3 separate regions of the Rattus norvegicus genome follow, and all the other regions are linked to region 3. The links are chromatin contacts, called in public Hi-C maps. All regions are on one chromosome and are shown on one strand. The core of a region is the stretch at or near the end of the contact, and the rest is flanking DNA. Distances in the headings are between cores, read along the strand shown.

What was found. Hi-C and Micro-C count contacts between places; a contact is called where the count stands out from the background.
Region 1: a Hi-C map of liver shows a contact between it and region 3, with 2.1 times the contacts expected there. The contact joins the promoter of Iqgap3 here to the enhancer-like site in region 3. A contact is called at or near these places in 5 of 12 Hi-C or Micro-C datasets (the Rat2 cell line, hepatocytes, kidney and 1 more).
Region 2: a contact with region 3 is called in a Hi-C map of liver, with 3 times the contacts expected there. The contact joins two enhancer-like sites. A contact is called at or near these places in 6 of 12 Hi-C or Micro-C datasets (the A7r5 cell line, the Rat2 cell line, hepatocytes and 2 more).

Annotation. Positions count from the first base shown.
Region 1 is chr2:175,838,511-175,842,821 of GRCr8, forward strand. Iqgap3 (IQ motif containing GTPase activating protein 3) reads left to right here and starts at 1,491. Exons shown (of 38, transcript NM_001191709.1): 1 at 1,491-1,527; 2 at 3,254-3,341. The coding sequence starts at 1,491.
Region 2 is chr2:175,936,567-175,940,745 of GRCr8, forward strand. No RefSeq gene overlaps it. Among named protein-coding and RNA genes, the nearest start is that of Mef2d, 34 kb to the left of the region's middle. Within about 2 kb of position 2,660, at least 91 of the 93 cell types and tissues checked have an H3K27ac peak or open chromatin away from gene starts, as enhancers often do. A contact at or near this core is called in the A7r5 cell line and liver, where this site is marked.
Region 3 is chr2:175,884,815-175,889,231 of GRCr8, forward strand. It overlaps LOC108350055 (a long non-coding RNA gene), which reads right to left. Exons shown (of 4, transcript XR_010063842.1): 4 at 1-4,417. Among named protein-coding and RNA genes, the nearest start is that of Mef2d, 17 kb to the right of the region's middle. Within about 2 kb of position 2,022, at least 7 of the 93 cell types and tissues checked have an H3K27ac peak or open chromatin away from gene starts, as enhancers often do. A contact at or near this core is called in the A7r5 cell line and liver, where this site is marked.

The sequences.
Region 1 (4,311 bases), core at 241-2,740, 47 kb before region 3:
TCCCAGTTCTGGGGCTCCAGGATCAGAAGAATGTCGATGACTTAGATGGCTCCTTAAAATTTAGCAGTTACCATACTTGCCAAAGGCTACCACGTGATGGGAACCCTAAGGAACTTGGGGAACCCTAAGTCTTTCATTCCACATTGCTGGTTCATATGGCCAAATCAGAAGGCACACGTGTGCTGCATGGTGCACTGTAATCTTAACATGATTTTCTTTTCTTTTTTCCTTTTGGCAGTTTCATATGTGTATATAAAGTATGGTCATGTTTATTCCTCATATTGCGCGTCATTCTTTTTTTTTTTCTTTTTTTCAGAGCTGGAATATTGCATCATTCTTATTTGAAATATTTCAGTATAAAAAGAATATTGTCTCTATAGGTAATCTTCACATCATCGACTTTGTTAGTTGTGTAGGAAGTCTGTTGTTTGCTTGTTTTTTGAGACAGGGTTCCTCTGTGTAGCCCTGGTTGTCCTAGAACTTGCTCTGTAGACCAGGACCGGCCTCAAACTCACAGAGATCTGCCTGCCTCTGCCTCCCCTAGTATTAAAAGAATGTGCCACCACCCCAGGTGAAGTCTTTTTTTTTTTTTTTTTTTTTTTGGTTCTTTTTTTCCGAACCCAGGGCCTTGCGCTTCCTAGGTAAGCGCTCTACCAGAAGTCTTTTTTTAATGACTTATTTAGTTTCTCTTATTTTATGTGCATTGGTGTTTTGCCTGCATGCATGTCTGTGTGACGTTGTCAAATGCCCTGAAGCTGGAGTTGAGGCAGTTGTAAGCTGTCATATGAATGCGGGGAACTGAACCAGGATTCTCTGGAAGAGCAGCCAGTGGTCTGAACCACTGACCCATCTCTCTAGCCCCAGTAGGAAGTCTTAACCCTTAGCTGGCGATTTCAGTCAGACTGCATGGTGTGTGTGTGTGTGTGTGTGTGTGTGTGTGTGTGTGTGTGTGTGTGTGTGTGTGTTGGGAGGGGGGAGGCTCCATTTCCTTCCCATACCCTTTTAATTAATCTGTTTTTCTCTCCTGCCTCAAGATTTGCTGAAATCTCTACTAGGAAGGTCTCTACCCTCCGCTGCAGTGGATCTTTCCCTCCGTGCGGCACAGACTTCCAAGCTTTTTGACTACGTCTATCTCTTGTTGCTATAACAGCACTGATCTAGAACATGTATAACCCTGCATTTGTCATCCAGTTCAGAGTATAACACCAAATAGCACACAGGGAGTCCTGGGAATTCTATAGGAAGTGGGACAGGCTAGTGAAAGGAAGGGCAGCGGCAGGGACTATTTGTTAAAAAGCCAGCTGGGCAGCGGGGGCCTTAGAGAAAGAGCAAATCAAGACACTGCCCTAAGCTATGGCCCCCAGCTCTAAGAGGAACTACAAAACCCAGGATTCCCTGAGGCACGAACGGGAAGCGTCCCATCCCAGCGTGACCGTAGTGAGGGGCGGTGTCCCAGAGGCGGGAGATTCAAAACTGGCAGGAGAAGGAACATGGAGTCTTGCACGGCAGGCCAGGCTCGGACAGCCTGTGAGTGCGGGAAGGATCTGAGGGTGGTGCGGGGTGCTGCTGGTGGGGCTTGGTCTTCGCGGGAGTTGCTGCCCGGAGCACAGTTCGCTGGGGGAGTTCGCCGAAGTGTGCGCAGGGTAACCGAGCGGCAGAACCATCAAAGGGCGCTCCCCCTTATTCCCAGGTTCTGAGGCTCTAGGGTCAGGGGAATGTAGATGATCTAGATGACCCCTTAAAATTCATTAATTACTATACTTACTAAAAGTGCCACGGGACGGGATTCCTCATTGAAACATTGCCTCCCAAATTACTTGATGCCTGATCACCTGGCTGTTTAAAATGCAGAACCTGGAGGTCCGGTTTGGCGGTGCACTCCGGTAATTCCAACAGTTGCAAAGTGGAGGCTGAAGGTCAAAAGTTCATGGTCATTCTTAGCTACATAGTACATAAAGAACAGCCTGGGCTACCCCACTGCTTTCTTAGAGAGAAACTCAGGTTCATGGGAAGGGCTGAAAGGATTCCACCCTATCATCTGAATGAAAAAGAAAACCTGCTTTCTTTTTACTCCTTCTCCACTAGGACACAAAGAGCAAAAATCTGTCCATCCACCTCATGAAGGAACGAGAGTTCCAGGAAAATCATTTTGTGGTGGTTGTTTTGTTTGTTTGTTTGTTTTTTGAGACCCTTTGGTATGTGGACTTGTGTGCGCAGGAGGCATACTCCAGGCCGCTGTCCTTGTTTGCTCGAGGCCCCTCCCATTCCATCTTGCTGAGTCCCCAACTCATAACTCGGAGGTGATGTCACTCACTTACTGGTTTATTTTCCATGCTTCAACAACCAACTCTTGTTCCTTGTAAACTCCCTCAGACCAACCCATGGATTTTCTGCCGTTGGCCAGCACTTTCAAATCTGTATTTGGTTGTGTGTGTCTGTTGAACTGCCAATTCAAATAAGCCCAGCCCTTCCTGAAGTCATACGGCAGGATATCGAAGATGAGGAAATAGGATAAGGAGTAAAAATGACTGGAGTGCCCAGTCAAAGACAAATCGACCATGCTCTCCTGCATATTTGTTTGTTGCTCCTGCAAAAAGTTGTCCCGCACCCTGTGTTTATTTTTATATTGTGTTCCCCGTGAAAAACAGATGGAGAGGTAAAAAGACCATGGCTAAGGCAAAACAGGAATGCTCACCAGCCCAGGGCCTGGCAGAAAGGTATCGCATGAATGATTGACTGTGCTAATGGTTGATCATGTCAGCTGTGCTCCCAAGGGACCACACGTGATAACACAACTTTGAGAAGTTAGCATCTAGTGAAGGCTGCGATGTGAAGCTACACTCCTAGCGGAGGAAAGCTGTGAAAGGTCTGGCTGGGGCCACTGAAGGAGGTTCATGAGGTAGACTTGAGAAAGAGGAGAAAGATGGGAAGATGACTCCATAGGAAAGAAGGAAATGTCTCTGGCACAGAAGGATGCTCCCTGACAGTGGGAAGAACTGGGGCACAGAGAGTGTTTCTGTGCTCTGAAGGGGCTGCTGAGGGAATTTGTTCAGAAGCAGCTTCAGAGCTGAGGTCTTCTTTTATTTTTTAAGATTCATTTTTCTTTACGTGCATGTGTCTGTGAATATACACCTTGTGTGTATGGGTGCCCACAGAAGCCAGAAGAGGGCGTTGGTAGTTTCGAGCTGCCCAGTGTGGGCGCTGGGATTCCTATCTAATGCACACTCCTTGCCTATCTCCCCTCACGATTTAGATGATCGTCTCACAGCTGAGGAGATGGATGAGCAGAGGCGACAGAATGTCGCCTACCAGTACCTGTGCCGGCTGGAGGAAGCCAAGCGGTAAGCAGGGTCCACTTTCCCTATCTCTCCTATTCCAGTCACCTGTCCCCAGAGCAAATGCAGACAGGGGCTGTGCTGCAGGAAACGGCAAGTTAAAATGGTTAAGTCGAGCTAGGCATGGTGATAAAAAGTTCAAGGTCAGCTGAGAAGGAGGTAGCTCAGTAAAGTGCCTGGCATACAAGTGAAGACCCGAGTTCAGACCCACGGCACACAGAAGAAGCCAGCTGCAGCAGCATGTACCTGGAATCCCAGTCCTGGGGAGGCAGAGGTGGGCAGAACTATGGAATTTATTGGCTGGCCAGCTTAGCCAATTAGGGAACTTTAGGTTCAATGAGAGACTCTGCCTCAAAACCTAGGATGGCAAGCGATCAAGGAAGATACCTCACATCGGCCTCTGGCCTCTGCATGCACGTGCACACACATGCAAAAGGGTTCCCATAAGAACAGGCACCCCACCCCCACCACTCCCACACACAGAGTTCAAAGAAGTCAGCCTCAACTACATAGCAAGTCTAAGACCAGCCTGGACTTCACGTAAACCCTATCTTGAAAAGGCTGGCAGTGGTAGCACCCATTTCTAATTCCAGCACTCAGGAGGTAGAGTCAGGTGGATCTCTGAGTTCGAAGCCAGCCTGGTCTACAGAGTCCCTGACAGCCAGGGCTACACAGAGAAACCCTGTCTGGGGGTTGACGGGGGGTGGGGATAGGGGGTGGGGGAACAAACATAGTCTTGACTAGTTTCAGGTTCAATAGAAGACACCTTATTTTCCTTAGACAAGGCCTTTCACTGAACCTGGAACTAGGCTGCTGGGGTTACAAGTGTAGCTGTGCCTGGGCTTTTATATGGGTGCAGGGGCTTTGAGCTCAGGCCCTCATGCCTATGTGGCAAGCACTCTGACCTCTTGAGTGCTTGCCACTTCCCCACTCTCTTTTTCTTTCCTTAAGAATTTTTTTTTAATTTAACTTAATG
Region 2 (4,179 bases), core at 1,410-3,909, 52 kb after region 3:
TTTTACCAGTTTTGCTGTAGGGGACCTGAAAGCATACTTATGCTATCTCTATATACCCCCAAATTTATTTTAAATAAAATTCTGTAATATGCATAAACTATCTGATCTATATTTATAATCTTAAATTATTGAAGATTAAAGCATCCAGCCCAGCTAAGACTACATGAGACCATGTCTCAAAAAGAAACTTAAGCAAATTTTCATACTAATGAGATAAATTTATTTTTACATAAAGGCTGGGTATGTGGTGCATGCCTTTAATCCCAGCACTTGGGAAGCAGAGGCAGGTAAAGCTCTCTTGAGTTCTAGGCCACCTTGATCTACAGAGTTTCAGGACAGCCAAGGCTCAACAGTAAAACCCTGTCTTAAAAATCTAAAACATCGGGCTGGAGAGATGGCTCAGCCGTTAAAGGCTAGGCTCACAACCAAAAATCTAAAACATAATCAGTCAACCTTGGCTGATTATTTGACAGTTCTCCATGTAGAACTTCTTCAATATTTTTCAGAACTATAATTTGATTTAATACTTGTCAATACTGAGTATGCTGCTTCCCATATAGTACAAAATGGCAGGTGTGGCCTGGTTGGTTTTGTCAACTTGACACAACCTAGAATCACTTGGAAAGAGACCTCAGTTGACGAACTGCTTCCAGGGGCTGCAGAGATGGCTTGGGGAGGGACAGGGATATAGCTCAGAGACCTTGCCCAGCAAGCAGAAGTACCAGGCTCAAAACTCCACTCAGCACCTAAGACTTCAGAGGTGGTGCCACACACGTGGAATCCTAGGAGATGGGGGCTCAGAAGCTCAAGGTCATTCGCTGCTATAAAGTGAGTTCAGAGTAACAAGGAATACATGCACTTCTGTTCAAAACAAAATAAATAAAGTGAAACCAACCGAACATTCTAACACCGTCCCAAGGATCTGAAAGAATGCTGACTGGAAACTGGCTAGGGAATGACAGTATCTGGCATGGTGCCTACACAAGACAAATGAGAGACAATGCATGTTTTTGTTGTGCTTTTTACGTGATTTTACTTTCTTGTGTGTTGGGGGGGGGGGGGGCGGCGGATGAATGGAGGCCAGAACAGGGCATATCAAGTTTATTGGAACTAATGTTACAGGAAATTGTGAGATGTTTACTTGGGTGCTGGAAACAATTCAGGTCAGCAAACATTTTTTTTGTTGTTGTTTATTTTTTGTTCATTGATGTTTTGCTTACCTGCACATCTATGTAAGGACAGTTGGGAGCTGCCTTGTGGGTGCTGAGAATTGAACCCAGGTCCTCTGGAGAAGCAGTCAATGCTCTTAATCACTGAGCCCCCAGGACACATTCTTTTTTTTTTTTTTTCTTTTTTCTTTTTTTCGGAGCTGGGGACCGAACTCAGGGCCTTGCGCTTACTAGGCAAGCGCTCTACCACTGAGCTAAATCCCCAACCCCCCAGGACACATTCTTTTTTTTTTTTTTGGTTCTTTTTTTCGGAGCTGGGGACCGAACCCAGGGCCTTGCGCTTCCTAGGTAAGCGCTCTACCACTGAGCTAAATCCCCAGCCCCCCCCAGGACACATTCTTAATCCAGCATCCCTTCTGGTTTTCTCAGGACACACATGTGTACACACATGCAATTTTTTTTTTAATAAAAAATACTTCCAAGTTCTTTTTGCAGCTTCTTTCCTTTTTAGCTAAAGGACAAACTCCTTGAGTACTGCCATATAAAATAGAACTAGGGTGTGGGTCTCTTGGACTCAGCTATCAAGGTCGGTGGTTCTTAGGCGCTATTAGTGTTGTCTAATTGCTAATACCAAGAGGCCAGTGGTACTGTGTTCTGACTCATCCTTAAGTTCCATGGGCTAACTTTTCCAGCCTTGTTTGTGATTGTGTGGGAACTTGTTCAAGGAACAGCAGATGTGTACGGAACCCAGGCGATCCCACCTCAGGCTCTGGACTTCAATGTCTGCAGCATAAAATCACTCACTACCTGGACGAAGAGGAAATCCATTCTCGTCGTATTTCACGGTCTTGGGTCTCAAAAGTAAGAGGTAGAGCCCCATAGCATAGTTTACAGTCCCCCTTCCCCGCCCCCACCGTGTTCTTTCCACACAGCCTAGCGCAGCTCCTTGGTAGGTTTGCAGCAGGTCAGTTCCGGCCTCTTGGGTGAGTCAGATTTACCCCTTAGCCCTGTATGAGCTCAGCTCCACCTCTCGGTCTCTGTCCAGTCTCGGGATGCGTCTCCACCCTCACAGGATAGCGTCCCAGGACTGCTCCTATTTAGGATATGAGCTGCCACGTGCCCAAAGCATGCTGGGTGCCCCTGGGGAGGGGAAGATTCTCAGAAGGCAGGGCCACGAGCCCGCCACGCACCGCCCCCGCGTAGCCCGCGGCTTGTTCCGGAGACCGATGAATTGCTTCCGGGTTTCAAAACCTCCATTCTAAGGGGGCGGGTATAGAAGGTAGGCCGTAGAGTGGCCTAACATCCATTTCCGCCCGTTCTGCCCCCGGAGGTGTCGTTGAGCGATTGACTGCTTCTCTCGGGCTTCACGAGTGGCAGAACATGGTCCCGAGCCTCTGACAACGTTCCACCGCAAGTGGAACAAAGGCCTTTAAGCCACGCCCGGCGCCGCCTGCGTTCGGTGGGAAGTAGGTAACAAGGCTCATTCCATTGGCCCTTCCAGTGAGTGATGGAAGCATCGGCCAACTGCTGCCTGCACAAGACGCGTGCGTCCTCAATAGGTTTAGCACTAGGAAAACTACAAGTAAAACAACTGCTTTCAGCATTCTCTCTGGGGCTTCCAGAAGCTGCGCATGCGTAAAACACCATTGTCAACTTCCTGCACAAATTGAGAGAATTAGCACCTTCGGCCCTGTTGGCAAATTTACTGAGATTGACAGCACTGCGTAAGATCTGTCATTGCCTGGGCGTTCCAGAAGGAATCCGGCAGGCGAATGCAACGATTTGTCACTGTCAAAACTGTTAACTACAAAGCTCACGCCGAAAAACTTGCGTGATTGAATTATAAAAAAGGAGAAAAAAAAAAAAGTCGCGGGGCTGGAGATGTAACTCTTGATAGGCTCCCCTTAGCATGTACAGAATCCGGGGTTCGACCTTGTGTGTGCGTATAGTGGCGCACGCCTGTAATTCTGGCACTTGGGAGGTGGAGTTTGAAGAATTAGAAATTCAAAGCCAGATGACTTAGTGAGTTCAGGCTATCCCGAAATATATGAGACTCTTGTCTTAAAAAAAAAAAAAAAAAAAAAAAGCCGTAAACGATTTTGTTTTGGGAAGTACTCACAGATGCCCTCTGCTCTAATGGCCACAGGTTGGACAGGCCTGTCTGTATTTTCCTGTCTTCTGGCGGTAAGCTTATTTATAGCTTGAGAGCTGTTGGCCTGAATCTGTGCAGACACCTTGCTATAGTAGTAAGAATATTTATTTAGAGAGTGTTCCACAGCTTGTCTTATAATCTTTCTCTCAAGAGGTCCTCACATAACCCCTCGATTGGGATGGAGTTGTAGCTTAGTTGAGAGGTAGAGCAATTGCCATTCTCAGAGTACAATGGCCATCAAATCCCATAGACAGGTCACAAGTTGAGGAATAGAATGTTGGAGTCCCAAAAAAGACTGTCAAGGTGGAGCAGCCAAGAGGCCCCATCTCCCCACCCAGGGGTCCTATATTGTTAGGAACTACCACCTTGGTCACAAAGACCTTGTGTCAAAATGGGATTTATTTTATTTATATAAGCACACTATAGCTGTCTTTAGACACAGCAGAAGAAGGACTTAGACCCCATTACAGATGGCTGTGAGCTACTGTGTGGTTGCTGGAATTGAACTCAGAACCTCTGGAAGAGCAGTCAGTGTTTTTAACCACAGGGCCATCTCTCCAGCCCAGGGTGGTTACTCTTAAAGGAAGAGCATAGGCACAGTTAAAGTCAGAGCACTGGAAAGATAACTTTGTGCCTGGGATCTAAGAAGCATGTGAATGAACTGAAGACAGAATGAACAGGTCGTACTGTGGCGGGGTGGAGGGGTGGGGGTAGGGGTCAAGCCCAGTGAGCAGGGAAACCCCAGCATCCTGCAAACATCTGAAATTAGCTCTTAAAGTTTCGAATATAACAAAGTAATAGAACATTGGCTGGGAGGAAGAATGATAAAGATGGGATGTGTTGACAGTTACCTGGAGA
Region 3 (4,417 bases), core at 772-3,271:
AAGACTTTTGTGTGAATATGTTTTCAACACTCTTTTTAAAGGTTTGTTTTCATTGATGTCAGCATTGTTTGTAAAAGCTCCAAATATCCACCAACTGATAACCTGGATAAACTCCAGGAGAGCTGTCCACACAGTGGGGAGGTAGCCGTCAAAAGCAGCAGGGTTCTGAAGTACAGACAAAGCTTGACACACAAATCAAGTCAGCCCGGACAGCCACATGTCAGATCTGCCATCTGAGATAGCCAAGGCAGACAGCCGTGACACCAAAAGAGAGTCAATGACAAGTCACTGAGGAAAAGAACGGACCTAGGGCATGGGGAATGATGAAAATATTTTATAATTAGAGTTGGCCACAGTGGTGCAAGTCTGCAATCTCACCAGTACTGGAGACCGAGGCAGGAGGAGCAGAAGGGCAGCCTAAGTTACGTAGTGTCTGTGTCAGGAGGCCGTGCAAGACTGGAGCTCAGTGGCTCAGTGTGATTACCAGCCTAACTTATGGTGCTGGGTTTGACTGGACACTGGGGGAAAATGTGTGTGTTTATTTTCCTGTAATTGGATAGTGGAAATGGCTCATAAACAGAGAGAACCACTAGACTGTACATTTTAAAGGGCTGAATATTATGGCATTCAAATTATACTTCAATAAGCCTTTGCTTTTGTTGTTTTCCTTGGTTTAAAAAAATTGACTGGGTGGTGGCACATTCCTTTAGTCCCAGTACTTGGAAGGAAGAGGCAGGTGGATCTCCATGAGTTCAAGGCCCTGGGCAGCCAGGGGTATACAAAGAAACCCTGTCTTGAAAAATCATAAATAAATAAATAAATAAATAAATAAATAAATAAATAATCTAATACACTAATAAATAAAAATTAAATGGCTTGTCGTCTTTGTTTTCTTACTATCGCTGTGGCCAAATGCCAAGCAAAGGAGGAAAGAGTTTATTACATTATACAGTTTATAACCCATCACTGATGGGACTTAAGGCAATAATCTGGAGACACGAACTAATCGGAGACTAAGGAATTGTGGGGGGACACGACCTGCTGGCTTGTTCCTTATGCCTTGCTAGGCTACTTTCTTACAGTACCTAGGGCCACCTGCCCAGGGACAGCACCTACAGTGGGCTGAGTCTTCCACAGCAATTATCAATTAAGAAAATGCCTTACAGGGGCTGGAGAGATGGCTCAGTGGTTAAGAGCATTAGCTGCTCTTCCAGAGGTCCTGAGTTCAATTCCCAGCAACCACATGGTGGCTCACAATCATCTGTAAATGGGATCCAATGCCCTCTTCTGGTGTGCATGAAGACAGCTACAGTGTACTTGTATAAATAAAATAAATAAAGAAAAAAGAAAAAAGAAAATGCCTTACAGGCCAATCTGATGCAGAAGTTTTCTGAACTGAAATTCCTCTTCCCGGATGACTCTAGTTTGTATCAAGTTGACAGAAACAAACCAGGACCTTTCCTTATTTTTAAAGAGTTGGAGGTTTTACCTGTGTGTATGTAAATGTACCACAGTGCCTTTGAGGGCCAGCAGGGGGAGACAGATCCTCCGAAGCCGGAGTAACAGAGGGTTGGGAGCCACCAAGTGGGGCTGGGAATTGAGCAGCCAGCGTTCCTAACCACTGAACCATCTCTCCAGCATAGCCCTCTTCCAACTCTCTTTTTCTTTTCTTTTTTAAGCTGGGGAAGGATCAGGGAGGCAGACTTCTGTCAGGTCAGAGTACAACTTGTGAGGATCAATTCTCTCTACCATGTGGGTCACAGGAATTGAACTTAGGTCACCAGACTTGGCAGCGAGTACTTACTTTTACCTGCTGAGCCACCCAACTACCAGGACAAAAACTTTATTTTTATTTTAATTTATTTTCCTAATAATACTGTTTCTGGGGGAGGCGGGGGAGGCTTTCCTGGCTGTCTTAGAACTCACTTTGTAGACCAGGCTGGCCTCAGCTAGCTTTGTTACCACTGCTGTGACTGTCTGTGGCCACCTCCTAGTGAGAGACTCTAGCTGGAAGGCAGCCAGCCTCAATGATAGGCACCTCCCAGGATTTCAGCATCGGACATGTGATTTGGCTGTGGTTACTATTTTAAGACTCAGTTAATAAATTCTGAGTTATGTATATAGTTGTATATATCCCCTTGGTTCTGCTGCTCCAGATAACTCTGACTAAAACACCAGGCCATAGAAAACTGAGGTCATCAAGGACTCTCGGCCAGGAAAAAAAAGAAAGAAAGCAAATCTGTCAAACTCAAGAAAAACCAGTGTGTCCTGGAGCGCTGGCTCAGCGGTTAAGAGTATTTACTTGGGGCTGGAGAGACGGCTCAGCTGTTAAGAGCACTGACTGCTCTTCCAGAGGTCCTGAGTTCAATTCCCAGCAACCACATGGTGGCTCACAACCATCTGTAACGGGATCCGATGACCTCTTCTGGTGTGTCTGAGGACAGCGACAGTGTATTCACATACATTAAAAAGAATACTTACCGAAGCCTCAGATGAGGCTCCCAGCACTCGGACGGCAGCTCACAACCCCTGTCCCGAGGATCCTATGCCCTCTTGCAGCCTCTGAGGCACAGCACACACACATTGCACAGACGTACACAGAGGTGAAATATCCAGATACACAACAATAAAATAAATAAACCCATAATAAAGGAAGAAAGAAGACAAGTGTAACAGGAAGCTTCGCACGTGCTGCCGCAGATGCCTTTAGGCCTCGGTCATCACAGACAGCGGAGAGAGTCCCTGCAGAGCTCCCTGCCCTGGCTGCCAGAGAAGGGGCCCGATGAATCACACGCTGTGGGCTGCTAGGAAAAGTCCTAAAAAGCAAACAATGTAGTAAGTTATTTTCGTCTGTGTTGGCCGTGCTGGGAAGGTGGAGGTAAGGGAGTCAGGAGGTCAAGGTCACCCTCAGAGACACCCTGAGGTCAAGGCCCAGCCTGGGATAAATAAGTCAGACCTTGTCTCAAAAAATAAAAGTAAGCTGGGCAGTGATGATGCACAGCTTTAATCCCAGCCTGTTCCACAGACTGAGTTCCGGGACAGCCAGGGCTACCCAGAGGAACCCTGTCTCCAAAAACAAACATTAAAAAAAAGTCTAACATTTCTGGGGCTAGTACGTTTGAGAAATGCTGCATGATGCACCCGAATTTAATGAAGGCATTTAAGTTTGATTGCAGTAGTTTTTATTTTATATTTCTGGAGTGAGGTCTTACTGTGGAGACAGTGAGATGGCTCAGTGTGTAACCGGACCACCTTAGTTGCATCTCCAGAATCCACATAGTGAAGGAAAGAACTGAAAGTTGTCCTTTGAGCTCCTTCAGCTGCTCATTCTAGCATGCATACAAAGTAGATAAATGTAGAAAATGTAGAAAAAATTATTCTTCTGAGACAGGGTCTCACTGACTAGTCCTGGGTGACCTGGGACTTACTATGTAGAGCAGGCTGGCCTCAAATTCACAGAAATCTGCCTGCCTCTGGCTCTTGAGTACTGGGATTAAACTGTCACCAACACTTGACATTTATTTTTAGTTTTTAGTTTTTTAATTAAACAAAGTTTCTCTTTTTCAAGATAGGGTTTCTCTGTGTGTCTCTGACTGTTCTGGAACTCAGTCTGTTGACCAGGCTAGCCTTGAACTCAGAGATTCACCTGCCTCTGTCTCCCAAGTGCTGGGATTAAAGGCATGTGTCACCACTGCTCTGGCTAAACCCTTTTATTCCTATGTTTTGATGTTCTGGGTTTGTGTACGGTCTTCCTGCTTACTGAGCGTGCAGTGTCCGGTTGAGCTACCTGTCCCCAGTCCTTCAAACCCTTCTCTCGTAAAAACTTACACTGAATTTCCTTTGTTTTTCTCTCATTTCACTTCAAACAAACAAGATAATACACATGCTCTCTCAGCACAGAAAAACTTCCATAATTTATACAAAAGTAAAATCCACCTGGCCCACCTCCCCCTCCTGTGGCACTGTCTGCAGCCTGGGACAGATCCTTCTCAGCCTTCCTCACTGTTCCCTTCAGGAGCGTGCTGAGACCATGGCTAACTATTTCCCAAAGTGACTGTCTATCTCTCTTCTCACCTGCTCACCTTCCACACAGAGGCAGTGGCTCTGGCCTCCACCCTAGAAGTTAGCCAGCCTAGTGGCCCCAGTGACTGCCTTAGCTACTGTCTGATCTAGTAATGCTGTACCCCGTGAGACCAGGTCACTGCTATGGTTCGGACCTGGTCTGCATCCTGCAAGGGTTTCTAGGTCCAAATTTAATCCCCATCATGTAGTATCGAGAGGGTGGAAACTCATCTGGGAACATGGATAGGGGAATGTGAGGCTCCGGGTTCAATCCAAGGCCCCCAAAAGAAAACAGAAGAGGGCAGAATTTAATATGAGCATGGTATTTGAGGTTGGCCTTTGGGAGATGATTAGG